Regions from separate parts of the Mus musculus genome. Here region 1 is linked to region 2. Evidence: chromatin contacts called from public HiChIP or PLAC-seq data. All regions are on one chromosome and are shown on one strand. The core of a region is the stretch at or near the end of the contact, and the rest is flanking DNA. Distances in the headings are between cores, read along the strand shown.

Region 1 (3,024 bases), core at 423-2,922, 44 kb before region 2:
GGGTGACTGGGGGGGGGTACCATAGGAGAATGAAGGGATCCCATGGGCAGATTAGTGTTTTGATCAAAGCGCATTGTTATGAGAGTTATTGGATAAAAGAAGTCAGCTACCTTCCCAGTTGGTTAACATCTGAATCTAAGAAACTCTCAAATATTTAATTCATGAAAAGCCCATAGGCAATCTAGAGGGCTAACATTTTTTATACTTACTTATGTATTTATTTAGCGTATGTGTGTGTATGTGCGTATATGTGTACCTGCAGGCACACGCCACAATGTACCTGTATTCAAAGGACAGCTTGGAGGAGGTTCTTTCCTTCCACCATGTGGGTCCCAGGAATCAACAAGGTTGTCAGGTTGATGACAAATGCCTTTATTTGCTGAGCAAGCTCATTGACCCAGGGCCTGTTTATTGTTATTGTAGATTTCAAATTTTATTTTTATGTGCATGATTTAATTTTTAAAGAAGATTTATGTACTTAATGTTTGAGCATCTCACCTGCATGTATATATGTATGTGTATCACGTGTGTGCCTGGTGCTGGAGGAGGCCAGAGGAGGGCAGTAGGTCCCTGGAAACTGAGCCTGGGTCCCATGGAGGAGCAGCCGGTGCTCTTACCTGCTGAGCCATCTTCCTAGCGCCTAGGCCTTGTTATCTAACTACAGTTACTCCACTGCTCCTGTGCAGTCCATGTTACCAGAGTGAGCCATCGCTCTTGCATAGAACCCTGCCAAGTTCCTGGTAACTCTGGGACCCAAGAGTTACCAAGGCTCACCATTCTTTCAGAACAACTCCTTGCTTCTCAACCCCACCCGTCACCCGCTCTGCTCCTTGGAAACCTCTACACACACACACACACACACACACACACACACTTCACTAACCATCCTCAAGCTGTGCTTACTTCTACAAACATCCTTAACCCCCTGTCTGCCAAGAAACCCCAGAATCCTACGTGTTACCCCACAGTGGAAACTCTATGGAAGTCCTGCTGTCTCCACACTGTTTCAGATCCTCAGCACCAAGTACAGAAATCTTTCTCTTTTGGCCAATGCTCAACCATTCTCTCTCCCCACTTGCCAACCCTTGTGACACTCACCTCCATCTGCATTTCTTCATTTACATCTCCATCTTTGGGAGAAGGCACAGCAGGACCTCTCTGCTCCAAGCTCCTCCAAACAAACGCTATAGAGCAGCTTGCCTGTGAGATAAGTGTTAGCTGGTCTCCAAGGTAACAGACTGCACCACGCCAGCTTGGGGCAGGGAAAGGCAAAGAGCTTGCTCACCCCAGGGATAAAGGGGCTCCTTGACTGTTGCAAGTCCCTCTGTCAGGTTAATCTGTGTTTCTTTTCCTGATAAAGGCAGGATGTGACCTGCTTTTCTACTTTTAGAACCTCTGGGTCAGCCAGGTCTATGTATGGTTTAGGCCAGTGGAGCCCTGTTGCCTGCTGCCTTCTTGTGGCCGGAATGGAGGAACAATGCAAGGGAAGCCCAAGAGCCTTCCTCTTCAGTTCCCCTGAGGATTGGGAAGCAGCCCTAGGAGATCTGGCAGCACCAGGCCAACGCCCAGCTGGAGTCAGCAGGTCAGTGTCTCCGCAGCCAGGTGCTACAAAGGTCATTCACTCCAGCAGTTCCCAAACCCAGGGACTCAAGAGGACTCACCTGTGTGGTCTGGTCTCATTCAGGAGAGTAGCCCGGGATTGTGCTGCAGTGCAGCAGGACCCTTTAACAATGGCCTCAAGTGATTGTGATGTAACTAGCACTTGGCACACAGTTTCACACTCCTTGGCACCTTTCTACAGACACAGAGATGAGGGGCTCCACCCAGGGTCCCCCAGCTAGCAAGTGGCTAAGCTCTTCTCATTCCAGACACCCTTAAGTTGGTCTTCATTTCCGGAACCTTTTGCTCCGGAAGCTGGAACTCCGGTGACTTGGGGACTTGTCTTTGAGGTGCTCATTCCAGGCCAGATCAAAAACAACCAAACTTCCCAAATAGAAAATGGTAATTGTCAGGCTCTGTGGGTTGCAAATGCCCTGTGCAAATTCAGGGCATGTAGCACTCTTGCCAACACCAACAAGGCGGGCAAGGGGCAGGTCAGAAAGGCTTGAGGGGACGACAGGATGACAGTGCTATGAGATGTGATGTGAATGAAGGTCAGGAGCACATGTGCCCATCTTGAGGGGAATCCTAGGTGGGAGGTCACGGGTACAGAATTTCAAGGCCAGCTTATATTCTGTGAGGCCCTAGATACAAGGGTTGGGTGGGGGTGGAAGCTGGTTAACTTTTTGGCATTGTTTTTTGAAACGTAAGGGTCCCAGAAAGGCATTTCCCCATCTCCCTTGCTTCTGAGATACACAGGGTTTTCGGTGTTTTGTTTTGTTTTCCCTTTTTAACATTTCAAGGGAAGCCTTCTTTCATTGAGCCCACTAAGCACATTCTGGATCCACCTGAGCTACAAGGAAAGCCAGGATGGCTTATGGAGACCACAGGAGAGGGAGAGGAGAAAGCTGTGTGTCAGGCTTGTGATGTGCAGCCACTCCTGCCTCAGCCACCCAAGGGTAGGGACTGCAAGCACACGTCACCACACCCAGCAGCAAACCTTTTGTAGATCTCTAGAGTGTGGCTCTTGTTGAGTATCAAAGCACAACAGGGATGTCTGTTTTCCTTTCCTTTGGTTTTAGTTTTAGTTTTTTGAAACAGGGTTTCTTTGTGTAGTCCTGGCTGTCCTGGAACTCAATCTTGAACTCAGAGTACTGAGATGAAAGGCATGTATGTCTGTCTGCCTGGGTAGGTGTATCTGTTTTCTTACCATTAGTTCTTTGGAGCTGGTAGGGTCTGTTCATCCCTCTCTGGTCACTCTTTTAAAAGCTCTCACCTGGTAACATCATGGGATGTATGTTGGAGGGATTAACTTGTATTTTCCTTTATTGCAAACGGAGCAGGTGCTCCTTGTGAGGTGGAGAAGCAGCATGAAGTCAACTGCGTTTTAAATTCCTGACTAAGAGAGGCTGCCAAAGGACGGGA
Region 2 (3,163 bases), core at 561-3,060:
TTTACATTTCAAATGCTATCCCAAAAGTCCCCCATACCCTCCCCCTCCACTCCCCTACCCACCCACTCCCACTTCTTGGCCCTGGCATCCCCTGTACTGAGGCATATAAAGTTTGCAAGACCAAGGGGCCTCTCTTCTGCTACATATGCAGCTAGAGTGAAATGGAGATTTTAAATAAGTCTTTTATTTATTCTTTGACAATTTCATGTAACAAGTATAGAATGTGTTTTAGTGAGGGTTTCCATTGCTGTGAAGAGACACCATGAACACAGCAACTCTTATAAAGGAAAGCAGCCCCCAGTTAATGGGGCTGGCTTACAGTTCAGAGGTTCAGTCCACTGTCATCATAACAGGAGCCATGGTGGTGTGTGAGTGGACATGGTGCTGAGTGTGTGTGGTGGTGGTGTGTGAGTGGACATGGTGCTGAGAGTTCTACATCCAGATCTGCAGGCAGCAGGAAGAGAAGGAGAGACACTGGGCCTGGCTTGAGCATTTGGAATCTCAAAGCCACTTCCAGTGGCACACTTCCTCCAATAAGGCCACACTTAACTCCAACAAGGCCACATCTCCTAATAGTGCTCTTCTCTATGGGCCTATGGGGGCCATTTTTATTCAAAGTATCTTAATCATAGCCGTCCCATCTCTGCATTCCCACTGTCTTTCCCACTTTCATGACCGCCCCACCACCCTCCTCCCCTCCCTGTGTTTTTGTGATGCAATGAGTCCCACCTGGTACACTGCTTGCTGGGATGCTGACTGATCTCTTGGCTTGGTTGTGTAAGGTGACCACAGCTGCAGTCAGTTCATAATGCAATGGCTACATCAGTCCCAAAAGACAAGGAAAATAGTTTTGATTTTCAAATACTTCTTCATATTTGAATTTTCTCTGCAGTGATGTATGACAGGTTGTAAATATCTACTTACGGGAAGGTCTGCAAGATTAAACCCAAGAAAATACTAGCTTGGGGCATTCTTATCAATGATGAATCAGGACAGTTAGTATAGATCCCATCTGGAGTCTGAAATAACATGTGATGGCCCTTGTATAGATCTTCTTCAAATTTAATGAACTTGGAAAGCATTTTGCCAGGAAATTTTCAGAATTTGGGGGTAGGAGAGAGAGGCATGGTCTGATGGCAAGAGGGAACTGAGGCAAGAGTCTTCCTACACCATCACTGGTTTTTGTGATGCTATTTAGCAATTTGCTAATTAAACTCCCAACCCCTCCACTGGAGCCTTATCTGCAAAATACAGTGAGGTGCAGGCGGCACAGAACTTGAGAGAATCTGATCAATGAAAGGGGGTGGGGGTGGGGGTGGGGGTGGGGAGTACCAGAGATCAAACACCTGCCTAGAAGCCTTTACAAATGCAACAGCACTTTCCCTTTCAAGCAGACTTCAGTGTCTAGAGCTCTAGTTCAATTGATGGCTAAATCATATGCTGATGTTTAAAACAAAAAAGTCAATAGAAAGCTAAAAGTTTAAAACACAAGAATTCTAAACAAAGGTAAAGTGGGTTTCCTTAAACCACAGACCTTAATGTATAGGACACTAAAGCAAGCTGATAGTATGCAGTTTTATATAAGGGATTTCTCACCACCAGACAGATGACAAGGCCAGAAGACTAAATAGCAACTCGACTGAGGAGGAACTGCAGGAACCCTGCTTCATTTTATTAATCATACTTGGATCTAACAGCTCAGAGAAAGAACGCTTTCAAAATCGGAGGTATTTAAAATGTCAAGACTGTGCATTCAGCAATCTGCCTTTGTGACTCTTAAAGCACGAACACACAGAAGGGCAAGAGAAGGAGTGCTCTGGTGACACGTGCTCCCTCAGGGTCACGAGGTGGGGGGCTAAGTGGAGGGTAAGACAGAGCATGAGCTGTGTGATCTACAGCCCTGTAAAATGCAAAATTAAAAGAAATACAACTAAGTAAATTGCATGTAACAATTCCAAAAAGACTGAGTATGCTAAGAGGGCAATTAAAGAAGGAAGCAGTTATTTCAGAAAAAAGCTTAAAACAGTCTTAGGATTTTTAGAGTCCTTAATTATGTGCTTCTGATGTTAAACAACAAAACTTTTCTCAATCCCATAGCTCTGCAGCTTATCTACGATAGGGACTGCAATGGTTTCAACACATATATTAGAACTTCTGCTATATACAACCAAATAATCAAAAGAAAGGCACACTTATATGTATTGCATAAAGTTGGCTATATACAGTATATACATTCCACATCTTTAGATTCGATCAACCTCATACTGAAAATATCCAAGGGGGAGACAAAATTGTACCTATACTGAAGATACTAAAGATTTATACTTTTCCATGCCACAATCCCTAAAGCAATACAATGCACAACTATTTATACAGCATTTCAACTGTGTTAAGCATTATAAATAATTGAGTTGAAAAGGCAAACAGAAGCGTGGCCTGGTTTATAAGCAAACAGTGTGCAGTTTTATATAAGGGACTGAGCATCGTGGCTGTGGATCACGAACCCAGTCATCCACAGACACTCAAGAATGAAGGCCTCCACACACTTCTGTGTAAATGTTCAGTATGACAATTCCATTCTGAAAACCTGAAAGCAAGAAGGGAAAATCTGAATAGTTTAATTGAAAGTAATATGTTATTTGATTACCACCTATGTATACTTTGTTTTCTGGAGGAGAAACCATCCATTTCTTTTTTTTTTTTTTAAGATTTTTTTATTTATTCATTATATGTAAGTACACTGTAGCTGTCTTCAGACACTCCAGAAGAGGGCGTCAGATCTCATTACAGATGGTTGTGAGCCACCATGTGGTTGCTGGGATTTGAACTCCGGACCTTCGGAAGAGCAGTCGGGTGCTCTTACCCACTGAGCCATCTCTCCAGCCCCATCCATTTCTTAAATTGGATGATGGTAAGACCTAGGAAAGTAACAACCCATTGTGAATCTAGAAACATGCAGATGTGCTTTCAAAAGGAAAACCGTAGTCAGATGTTCTCCCCAAAGGTAACACCCACAATAAAGACCCTGGAGATGATCTGTGGCTTAGCCTGGCAAGCATCTTCAAAGGAACAGAAACATTTTCATACTGAGGCAAAGTTGCTGAAGGCAAGGACTAGGGCAAGAAACCAATTAGAGATTCAGTCTCCCTGAGATTGCACAAGT

The links. HiChIP or PLAC-seq counts read pairs in DNA pulled down with a chosen protein or histone mark.
Region 1: an H3K27ac HiChIP or PLAC-seq map of embryonic stem cells shows a contact between it and region 2, with 11 read pairs. The contact joins the promoter of Vwa3a here to the enhancer-like site in region 2. A contact is called at or near these places in 11 of 39 promoter capture datasets (the HPC-7 cell line, HPC-7-derived erythroid cells, embryonic stem cells and 6 more), 1 of 15 datasets of contacts at CTCF or cohesin (the NIH/3T3 cell line), 5 of 484 Hi-C or Micro-C datasets (embryonic stem cells and retina), 10 of 115 datasets of contacts at active chromatin or transcription factors (CD8 T cells, bone marrow-derived macrophages, double positive thymocytes and 6 more) and 3 of 9 other capture datasets (adipose tissue, liver and pancreatic islet).

The regions. Positions count from the first base shown.
Region 1 is chr7:120,738,205-120,741,228 of GRCm38.p6, reverse strand. It overlaps Vwa3a (von Willebrand factor A domain containing 3A), which reads right to left and starts at 1,672. Exons shown (of 34, transcript NM_177697.3): 1 at 1,286-1,672; 2 at 1,099-1,200. The coding sequence starts at 1,118.
Region 2 is chr7:120,694,043-120,697,205 of GRCm38.p6, reverse strand. All of the region lies in intron 1 of Mosmo (modulator of smoothened), which reads right to left. Gm51495 (a long non-coding RNA gene) reads right to left here. Exons shown (of 2, transcript XR_003946866.1): 2 at 2,612-2,918. Among named protein-coding and RNA genes, the nearest start is that of Gm51495, 3.7 kb to the right of the region's middle. Within about 2 kb of position 1,810, at least 9 of the 459 cell types and tissues checked have an H3K27ac peak or open chromatin away from gene starts, as enhancers often do. A contact at or near this core is called in embryonic stem cells, where this site is marked.